Regions from separate parts of the Gossypium hirsutum genome. Here regions 2, 3 and 4 are each linked to region 1. Evidence: chromatin contacts called from public Hi-C data. All regions are on one chromosome and are shown on one strand. Each heading gives the region's core, a stretch centred on a gene start, on an enhancer-like site or on the middle of the called end of the contact. The rest is flanking DNA. Distances are from core to core; before and after follow the strand shown.

Evidence for each region. A called contact is a pair of places that touch in the nucleus more often than the background predicts.
Region 2: a contact with region 1 is called in a Hi-C map of leaf, with 3 times the contacts expected there. The contact joins the promoter of LOC107896984 here to the promoter of LOC107915120 in region 1. A contact is called at or near these places in 15 of 34 Hi-C or Micro-C datasets (anther, callus, fibers and 3 more).
Region 3: a Hi-C map of leaf shows a contact between it and region 1, with 5 times the contacts expected there. The contact joins the promoter of LOC107915116 here to the promoter of LOC107915120 in region 1. A contact is called at or near these places in 18 of 34 Hi-C or Micro-C datasets (anther, callus, fibers and 5 more).
Region 4: a contact with region 1 is called in a Hi-C map of leaf, with 2.4 times the contacts expected there. The contact joins the promoter of LOC107915118 here to the promoter of LOC107915120 in region 1. A contact is called at or near these places in 2 of 34 Hi-C or Micro-C datasets (both in leaf).

What each region holds. Positions count from the first base shown.
Region 1 is chrA10:71,826,134-71,828,833 of Gossypium_hirsutum_v2.1, forward strand. It overlaps LOC107915120 (Werner Syndrome-like exonuclease), which reads left to right and starts at 1,298. Exons shown (of 6, transcript XM_016844260.2): 1 at 1,298-1,706; 2 at 1,790-1,969. The coding sequence starts at 1,472.
Region 2 is chrA10:71,669,144-71,671,843 of Gossypium_hirsutum_v2.1, forward strand. LOC107896984 (receptor-like protein 7) reads right to left here and starts at 1,297. Exons shown (of 2, transcript XM_016822309.2): 1 at 1-1,297. The coding sequence starts at 1,297.
Region 3 is chrA10:72,044,969-72,047,668 of Gossypium_hirsutum_v2.1, forward strand. It overlaps LOC107915116 (methylenetetrahydrofolate reductase 2), which reads right to left and starts at 1,321. Exons shown (of 12, transcript XM_016844257.2): 1 at 1,073-1,321; 2 at 223-664; 3 at 86-146; 4 at 1-5. The coding sequence starts at 621. It also overlaps the pseudogene LOC107915114.
Region 4 is chrA10:72,011,093-72,013,792 of Gossypium_hirsutum_v2.1, forward strand. It overlaps LOC107915118 (UDP-glucuronate 4-epimerase 6), which reads left to right and starts at 1,393. Exons shown (of 1, transcript XM_016844258.2): 1 at 1,393-2,700. The coding sequence starts at 1,700.

The sequences.
Region 1 (2,700 bases), core at 48-2,547:
GGCAATGGCTAGGGCGGCTCCTAGGGTTTGATTGAAAATGTTTTAGGATAGTGGGCTGATGTGTATTGGGTAATTGGGTTTATGGCTTAAGTTAGGTATTGGGTTTTGATATGGGTTGTAGTTTGGGTTTTAATTTTTGTAATTTGGATTTTAAAATTTGGACATTATTGGTTTATTTATTATAAGCCCAGGTCAAAATTGACCTATTACACGATGCTTGTACAATAAATCAAAGATCGAGAATAAAAATTATAATTCATTCTGAGATTGAATCTTTCAACATCTTGAAGATGAAGTTGTAAATGTGAAAGTTTAAGGTGAAAAATAATTTGATCTGTGGGATGACTTCGAAAGATTTTGAAAAAAATTATAGAGAATCGTTATGTTGATAACATATTATAAAATAAAGAGAGATAGAGAGAATAAAGAACAAATAAAATATGAAAGCAATAGAGATTTTACTTTATTAATCAAATGGATGATTATAATACTTCATTAGAGTCTCTATTTATAGGCATAAGAAGTATAAAAGAAGTAGAGATCTAATTTTAATAGCTATTAGAATTTAAAGTACATAAAACTTTATCTTAATCATGATGATGGACATCCACTTAATGAGATATTCATAACAATATTTAAATTTTAATATAAATTAGGATTAAAATTTGGTAGAAGATCGGTTAAGCAGAATTAGGGGTCTGTAAAAATATTTTTTATATTAAAATATAAAAAAAAACTCTAGTTCTTAGGTTATTTTCCATTTTATAACTCTAAATTAGAAATACTAAATGTTTAGTTATTAAAATATTTTAAATTTTAATGCTGGGAACAACATATGGCATAAGATATACTGTTAAGTAGAATTAAGAGTGTGTAAAAGTTTTTCTAAATTAAATATTTTTATATTCAGAAGATAAAATTAATATCTATTTTATGCTTTTAAACTTCTTTTCATGTTATAACTCAATTTTATGTAATTAAAATTATCACTATTATTTTTATTTAACAAAATATAATATATTAAATAAATTTTATAATTTAGATTTAGTATTTATCTTTTCAAAATTATATTCTTTTTCACTTGATTTTTTCAATTTATTAAACAAATTTTGGAGAAAATATAAAATTTTATTTCTTATTAGAGAAATTTTGGAGAAAGTTTTCAAAAACTAGTCAAAATTCAAGGTTGACCCGAGGCTAACGATGTTGATGGGGATTGACAAAAAGTTTCAGGGGTCGGGCAGGCCTGAATTAAATTAAAATATTAGAAAGTATTTTGTGCGAATTGGACTGGGATGGGCTCAAATCCTTGCAAAAACTTTTTGAAAATCGGCCCATTACTCTACCAGACGCCATGATCAAAATTTGAACGTTTTTAGCCATTAAAAGCCCAAACTGGTTCAACCAAATCCAGAATTCTAAGCTCTCTTCCCCTCCAATTCCGCCCCTCACTTCCATTTCAGATGTAGAAATGGAATTCAAAGACTACAATAGTTTCAGTTTGGATTGGGACGACCATTTCACTGAAGACGTGATCCGATTAATGGATGCCATTGAAGCCACTCCTCCTACTCCTCCTCCATCTTCTCGCAAGAAACGCAATTCCGCCGTCCATCATCAAGATAACCTCAAAACCAGCCGCCAATTGCCCCATTCTATTCTCTCACCCCCGCCTTCTTTTCCGTCTTCCTTCGCTCGTTGTCAATGTATTTGCTATCCCTTACTTTACCCATTTTGTAATTAAAATAAATGCACTAATAGTAAACCCTTTGATTTTTCTGATTGGCAGCTAATACAAGGCTTAGATATCCGCCGTTGAGATTTGGAGGTCATATTTTGTATAGCTTTACGGAAGATGAGGTAGAAAATGCTGCAATGGAGCTATTAAAAATTGTTGAAATTAAGAAGAAAGAAATGGGTCAAGTTGCTTTAGGGTTTGATATTGAGTGGAAGCCCTCTTTCCAAAAAGGTTTGCTTCCTTTACCCTCCTTGTCTTGTTACATTCATTTCATATAATCCTTTCTCTTTATTTCCTAAGAAAGAAAAAAAGTGTGAAAACAAATAAATGTGAAAATCTCTTAAGTTAATATGAAACCTCTCTAAGGTATATTTGATCATTATTTTAAAGAATTGAGACTTAAAGTTGGAATTTTTTTCACATTGCATGATTTCTAGATAGAATACTTATGCTAGAATTGGCATTGTGTTTTTTTTGTAGGTTTTAATTTAATTTAATTATTTTTTTTATGTTTAGTGGTTCTGATATGCCATATTTTAAAACAAAATATATATCTCGTGTTTGGTGTTGTCCTCTTCCTTTCTTCCATAAAGCAGCATTGCTATAATTTCTTTTAAAGCAGAAAGTAAGCACTCTTTACCTATATTACTCGGCCTTAGGTGTGAGTGCCGGATATGGGGAAGTTCCCAACACAGAAATATTCAATTTTTTCCTATGTTTTTAATGTATTTGGAGATCCTCGAATGGTCATATCCCTATACTCCTGTCCAACTATGCGTTGAATACAGGTACTTTAGTAAAATGAAGAGTCAAAGCAATATAGCTCTTTAATCCATGTTTCATAAGTTGCTGTTGCCATTACCAATCATTTCCTTTTAATTGAAATACTCTTAACTGTGATAACCTAAATGGTTGTATGCTTGCAAACCGTTATTTATATTCATGTTTTTCCCTTATCTTGT
Region 2 (2,700 bases), core at 47-2,546, 160 kb before region 1:
CAATTAACAAGCTGATGTTGGATAGGTCGAGACGCGTTAAGTTGCTGAGTTGGAGAAACATGTCAAGCTTTAATTGGCAATCACTAAAGCTGTTGTATCCAAGAGAGAGGGTTTGCAATGTTGAAAGAGTAAATAAGGAAGAAGGTATTGATCCAGAAAGGTGGTTCCATGACAAATCAAGAGATGCAAGATTTGGAACTCCAGATCTATGAAATGGAGGGATTGAACCATTGAAATTGTTATCACTTAGATCCAATTCCACAAGGTTACTGAGATTTGCAATTGATGCTGGAATGGATCCAGAAAAATTAGTATATTGCAATGACAACACCTCTAAAGTGTTGTTAATTGGAAATTCTGGCAATTGGCCCATGAGACGAGAGTTGTCTGAAATATCAATTCTTTGCATTTTGGGCAATAAGAAAAATTCTGCTGGAAAATGCCCACTCAAATTGCAATCTACTAAACGAAGAGAAACCAATGGAGAGGAAATTTTCGAGAACTTGGGAGGCAAATAAGAGATTGGGTTAGAATCAAGGTTAAGTTTAGAAAGATAACGAAGGTTTAAGAGTGATGAACAAAATGGACCGGTCAAACCACAGCCTGACATGCTTAAAACACTCAGCTTGGGAAGTGACAACGATGTGGTTTCACACCATTCACTACTTTGACTTGAAATATTCACTCCATCCAAATACAACTCTCTGAGAGACCTCATGTTCTTTATGAATGTCTTGAAGTTTGGTTTCTCTAGTTTCAAAGTAGGGTCAAATGAAGCAAAACTTTGATCATTTCTCCAATAGCAATCATCTTGATAAGATAGGTTAAGAGAGACTAACCTTGTTAAGTATAAAATCCCTACCGGAATTTGGTCATGAAAACATGAGGCCGAGAGGTTGAGATGAGTTAAATTTGGGAGTTTTCCAAACCCATACTGAAACAAAGTGGTATTAAAATTGTTTCCAGCAAGATTAAGGCGTTGGAGATGATGGAGATTGAAAATGGAGTGAAAGCTGCCTGAAAGGTTTTGGTAACTGAGATCAATCCCAATGACATGACCAAGAGCATCACATGTAACTCCTTTCCAAGAGCAACAACGGGTATTGGGATCCCAGAGGTCAAGTTTGGAAGAGAAAGTGAAGTTTGGGGCATAGTAGAGATGATGCTGCAATTGTAGCAAAGTAGACCTCTGGTCATCAAGGCAGTGGTTTTGGAGATTAGAATGAGAAGATGGGTGAAGGGAAGTGGAGAAGGAGAAGAGGAAAAACAGTGACATTAGGATACCAAGATTCTCCATGTTTGGTCTTAGATTGTGTGGAGATTCGGAATTTGATATGCACCACATTTATAGAAAACAACTTCACATTACATACTATTAAGCTTCATCTAAGGATGTTGATTTCAAATTAAGTGAAGCATTTTTGTTTAACTTTAAGAATGATGCAAGTAAGTTTTCAATATTCTGCCCCACAGTTTAGTCGTCAAAAATAAGAATCTTATTAGTTGCATCATTAATTAATAAACAAAATTATAACACTAATATTTATGGTTATATTAAAATAAAAATTATTAGTTGCTAATGGCAAGGTATGGGATTTACATATTTGGTAGTAAAAATATAAAATAAAATTAAATTTGGATGGAGGCTTCTTAGCTTGGTGATTTATGCTTGATTTGACTCACACTAAGAAAAATATAGATTTTATATTGAGATTTGTTGTAAGATGTGGTTCTCAAACTCATCAATTAGTTTTTAGGGTGTGCATTCTTTAAAGTTGATATCAAAATTAGAATGTATAAAATGGGCAAAGACTTTTGAACCTCAACCACTAGTGCATAGTATGGTGGACTGATATGTGACTAATTATAAGGTTTGAATCACATAAAATTTTCTTATCAAAGTGTGGGGTTTATACAAACCTAAACTTTTCAACCCCAACAACTAACTTTTTTGTGTGATTATTAACAATTTTTTTTACTATTTTTATTTTTTACATTATATATTTAAAAATTATAATTTTTTAGTAAAAGAGAAAATAATAAAAAATTATAAAAAAAATTAATTTGGGAATAGTTCTGTTTAAGTCGGGATGAGTATTCAAGTAAAGTTCTCCAAATGTCTATTTTAGAATTCAAACATAATTTTCTTTTTCTAATTTCACCAAAAAGAATAAATCTAAATTTGAAAGTTCAAAGCTTTTGCGTTAAATTGAATTTACAAATATAACAAAAATGCTTCCATTCAACATCTATTAAATTTAAAGAGTATAGTGTATAATCATTTTTATTTAGTAGGTTTTAAAATCAATTTCTAAATTTATCGTTCATCCACCAATATATCGTATCATTAGCAGTTCTTTTGCAATGTTCAATGGTTTATTCACAACGTGGTATAAAATTAGAAGAGTTTTAGAAAACGTAGTGTGTAATAACATGATAATACCTTTTTTTCTGTTAAATTAAAATAGCATTACATTCATAAATATTCACAGGACTCAATTTAAAGAATATGATATTAGCAATAATGTAATCATTTTTAGGCTTTAAAACTCAATTTCTTTACAAATCATTAATGTAATTTGTTAACCTTGCACAAAAGCAAGTGTTATCCCAATGCCATATAAAAGTCATCAAAAGGGGACATACCTTTTTCTTTCATGATGTGATTGTATTTTCTAAGTCTTAGTCTATGCTGCATAC
Region 3 (2,700 bases), core at 71-2,570, 220 kb after region 1:
TGCCTCTGAGCAAAGAAAGCAAACTATTAATCAAAAGCCACATGAACAAGCCTCTTATATATGTATATATGTCTATGAAAAGCACCTGGATAACCGGCAACTGTGATGCCAAAGTAGTCACCATATTTAGATCTGATATGTTTCACCTAGAATAGGAATTAAAAGTTAGTAACATATGTACATTAAGAAATAAAAACAGGGCAGAATGAGCAATGGCTTTACCAGATCAAGGGCACAGGAGAAGCCGCCTTCGACCTGGACAAACTTATCCTGGCCGTGAGGGGGATCACCTCGGAGGGCGAGAACATTCTGAATACCGTTGGACTTGATGGTCTGAAGAGCATGGTCAATCTTCTCTACGGGCATATTGGTGCAAGTGAGGTGCATCATCGTCTCCACACAGATGATATTCTGCATCTTGTTAGCAATGTCGAGGGTGAGATCAGCAGTGGAACCACCTGCACCCCATGTAATGTCACAGAAGGACGGGTTATGAGCAACCATACGATCCATTCTCTCGAATAGGTTGTCTACTCCATCCTCAGTCTTTGGAGGGAAGAACTCAAAGGAAAACACCACTTTCCCTTCTTGCAAAGATTGGATCTTCTCTATCACCTTCATCTTTAATTGGATCTTGAACTCTCGGTGTCACCAACACCAACTTCTGCAAGAATTCAATATGAAACTGAGGTGTTTGGAGAGATAAAACAAGAAAAGAACAACAGGAAGTCGCAACAAAACAAACCCAAGACCGAATCTGAATCTAAAAGAATAACCGATGGTTCAGAGCAAAAACGATCAATTTGAACATCATAGAAGAAGATAAAAATGGGCAATCTTGAAATCAATCCTTTCTAAGTAAATCGTATAGGATAAAGCATGAATGATAAACTAAAAGTCATAGATCAGATGAGCTAAAATTTAAGCGGCTACTGTTAAGAAATACATTGTGAAGAATCAACAAGGCACTAAACAAAGACTGAAAGTCCAAATCTAACATTTGTAGTAGTACATTGTCCCAAATTCATGGAAACACAAAAATATCCCAGAAAAATAGGAAAAAGAGACTCACAAATGGGTTTGTGGTTGGTTAAGAGAGAGATGGGAGGTGGAGGCATTGCAATGGGAGTATTTGTATTTGAGAGAGGAAGGGAACGGATGGGGGTTGGTGTCTTTTGAAATGACGTTGTTGCCCACTCAACAACCCAATGGCCTTATCCCACTCTCAATTCAGTATTTACCCATTAAAGGTCAATACCATACGGTTTAATTCTTATGCCCCTGCCCTTTTGCACTTTTTTTTAATTTAGCAAAACCAATCTCTTTAATTTGAAAATATATAATCAATTCAGATTTAACTAAAGTGTTATCAAGTCAACTTTGATTTCTAAATGGGAGATTAAATTTTTTAAATTTAAAAAAGTAGAGGGAGTGAGAGGAAATTAGACCATAAGATACAAATACGGTTGTCGTATATATTGCTTACCAACCACAAACAGCGATGCCGACATGTTGGTGGCGTCAGCTTGAAATGAATCACAAAATTGGCGGTTGTATTTTCCTTTTCTTACCAAAACTCACTATTATTTTATTGTTTTAGTTTCATCCCTCTTTTTAGTTCGTACACTGAATCAGCTTTTGACCTTTTTCCTTACTCTTTTTATGGCCGATTTTAATAAAAATAAATACCATTTTTAAGAAAATAGATTGATTTTGTGGAGAGAACTGAAACGTATTTTGTAGAATGCATTTTTAACTTTTTAACACATCACTTCTTTTGGTGATTTTGTTTTTAATATTTTCTTCCTCAAGCTTTTTTTTGGTTAAATAATTAATTAATAGTGATTTTAGATTTGATTCACATTTGTATTTTTTATTTTATATCGTTTTAAATTTTTTATTTAATATTTTTAATTAATATTATTTTCAAATTTTTATTTTAATTTATTTTTTAAATTAATATTTTTTTATTTATAAAATTAAATAATTATTACCAATTGTATAATAAAAGTATTTTTTTTATAAATTTGATATTTTATCAAAATGTTAAATATATTTTATTTTGTAAAAAACATCAACTAATTTTTTTGATATATTTTTTATACATATAATATTTATATATCAAAAATATTTGTTTCTTCCTCCTATAATGTGGGAAGGTTAATTTCTAATATTATAAAATAATTTTTTCAAACATCACTATGTTTATTTATGAAATATTTCAAATACAAATACAAAAATATATAATACTAAAATTTACTACACTCATGATATAGATTGAAAAAAAATATTACACATGAAAATTATATTTACTAAAAATATTTTGGCAATATTTAATTGATTTTATAAATAAAAAGTTATTAATTAAAAAAAACCTTGATAACTCAAGGAAAAAATCACAATTAATTAATCAACCTCTAACTAGAGAAAACTAGTTGCATAAGTTTTTAGCATATAATTCGAATATAAATAACTGTATCATCAAATCTACTAGCTCTAGGAACATGATTATGGAAAGATTTTGATGCGAGAACCTAGTAACCAGCATCCCTACCGAAACTATCACTACCACGGAAACCACCATTACCACCATAAGCTCGAGGGCCGCCACTAGGTCTTTCATTGGCATAACTTACTCGAATATTTGGCCATTGAGTTCCTGTAATTTCAGTACCACAAAATAATCAAATACCAGATTCA
Region 4 (2,700 bases), core at 143-2,642, 190 kb after region 1:
TCATCTGGTAGAATATTTTTCGACAAAAAGAAATGATAAGTAACTACTTATCATTAGAGGTGTTCATGGGTCGGGTTCGAGTCGTGCCCAACCAAAATTTTAGGCCCATTTGCTAGGCCCAAACCTGGCCCAAAAAATAAGCCTAACATTTTGCCTAATCCCGACCCAGATAAAAATGCTAAAACTCTGGCTCGGCCCGGCCCGGCCCGCCTGTATTAAATTTTTTATATAATTTTTAAATATATATAAATATTTCCCAACAGATGGAAAGAAATTTTAAAAAATACTAATACTTAAATAGTAGTAACATAATAGTGAAATTGTAGTAAAATAGGGAGAAAACAATAAGAAAATAGCATTAAAACAATAATAAAAAATAGCAAATTTTTTGTCTTTTTGTGAATTAGGGTCGAACAAAATACCTTACTCGAGGCTCGACCCATTTTTTAAATGGGGCTTATTTTTAGCTCAAATCTATTTTTTGGGCCTATATTTTTACTTAAACTCTATCACTTTTCAGGTGAAGGCAAGAGAACATAACTACTTATCACTTAATCAAGAATATTTTAATTTATTTTACACTTTATTTAAAATAATATGAAATGTTTAAAAAGAACAAGGGTAAAGATGTGAAATAAAAAATAATAATAATTTAATATTGATATTTATTAAATAATCTAGGAAACAGATTTTAGAAATAAAATTGAGTAGTAGAATTTTGCGTTTAGCAGAGAACATTTTAATGTAATATGCTATTGTACTTCATATATTGAATTCATAGCTGTGTGTAACAATCATTTCTAAAGTAGTTTATATGAATTTTTGAGGGAGTATCATAAAATTAATTAGATGATTGTTTTAGTCTTTATTCATGACAAAGCCAGTTGCTATGCCTTTAGAAGGCACATGAGGGGAGTGTTCTTTTTTCTTTAACTTTAAAGAAGATAGCTGGCAAAAATATCCCTATCTCCTATGCATTGATTTGATTCACATTGTAATTATCACTGAAATTGTGGGCCATTTAGTGCTCGCTTTCCATTTGTCAATTTTTGTGAGGTAAGCTAAAGTTATGCTGGCCAAAAAACTCTTTGTTTTGTGTTCTATTTCCAAATTGGACACTTTCAATTTCAGTTTTATCTATCTTTTATTTCAATAAAATATCACCCTTGTTGTTCCATTTTTAATTTATTTATTTTTTTAATTAAAAAGAGTATGTAGCATAAGTCTTAGTGTCAATTATTGATTTAGTAGTAATTTCTATGTAGATTCAAGTGGAAATGAGTTTTTTCAAATGACTACAAATATAAATGTGTAGTACAAAATTCAATTTTTTTTTATTTTGATAAAATAAAAAAAATTTATATTAGAAATTGAATTCAAAAGTGGCATATCTGAAGTTGAATTATTTTTAATAAAAAATAAAAAATAAAAACTAAAAGTGGCGTCCAACCAATGGCCACCACCTTTCCCCTCCGTTTCTCTTTATTTTATTTATTTTCCTTCCAATTCTCTTCCCCTCTTTATAATCTTCCATCTACACACTTCTCAACTTCAGGGCTCAACCTCTCTTCTCCAACACATTGAGCCCTTTTTTTCCTCTCTTCCCGAAAAGGAAAAAGGGAAAAGCAATCACACCCAATAACACTTTCAGTAGTAAACAAAGCAAAAAAGCAAACCCCCAAAATTAGTTGAAAAGAAAATGCCTACACCACCGGACACCAGCAAAACCTTGAAATTAGAGAGATACAACAATTATCTCCGAAAAATTCACAGCACCAAACTCATCTCGGCTTCCTCTAAACTTCTCTTTCGTGCAACCCTTCTCATTGCTTTGATTCTGATCCTTTTTTTCACCATCAATTACCCTCCTCTTTCCGATACTCCCCACCATGTTCCTCCTCACCACCGTCTCCACCACCACAGCTTACTTTCCACTTCCCTTTTCTCCGCCGGGGGCGGTGCCGCCTGGGAGAAACAAGTGCGACTCTCTTCCACGCCACGTAGAACCAATGGGTTCTCCGTTTTGGTCACTGGCGCCGCTGGGTTCGTCGGTTCCCACTGTTCCCTCGCTTTGAAGAAACGAGGCGATGGGGTTCTTGGTTTAGACAACTTCAATAACTACTACGATCCGTCTTTGAAAAGAGCCAGGCAAAACCTTTTGAGTAAGCACCAAGTTTTCATCGTCGAAGGTGACTTGAACGACGGGCCATTGCTGACCAAGCTATTCGACGTTGTGCCCTTCACTCACGTCCTTCACTTAGCGGCTCAGGCCGGCGTACGTTACGCCATGCAAAACCCACAGTCGTACATCAGCTCCAACATTGCAGGCTTTGTTAACTTGCTCGAAGTAGCCAAAGCAGCCAATCCTCAGCCATCCATTGTTTGGGCATCATCGAGCTCCGTTTACGGCCTCAACACCGAAAACCCATTCTCCGAACGCGACCGGACAGACCAACCGGCTAGCCTTTACGCCGCCACAAAGAAAGCCGGCGAAGAAATCGCCCACACTTACAACCATATCTACGGTCTTTCCCTTACGGGGCTAAGATTCTTCACGGTTTACGGTCCTTGGGGAAGACCCGACATGGCTTATTTCTTCTTCACTAAAGACATCCTACAAGGGAAGTCGATTGACATATACAAGACGCATAATCAGAAAGAGGTGGCGCGTGACTTCACCTACATAGACGACGTGGTGAA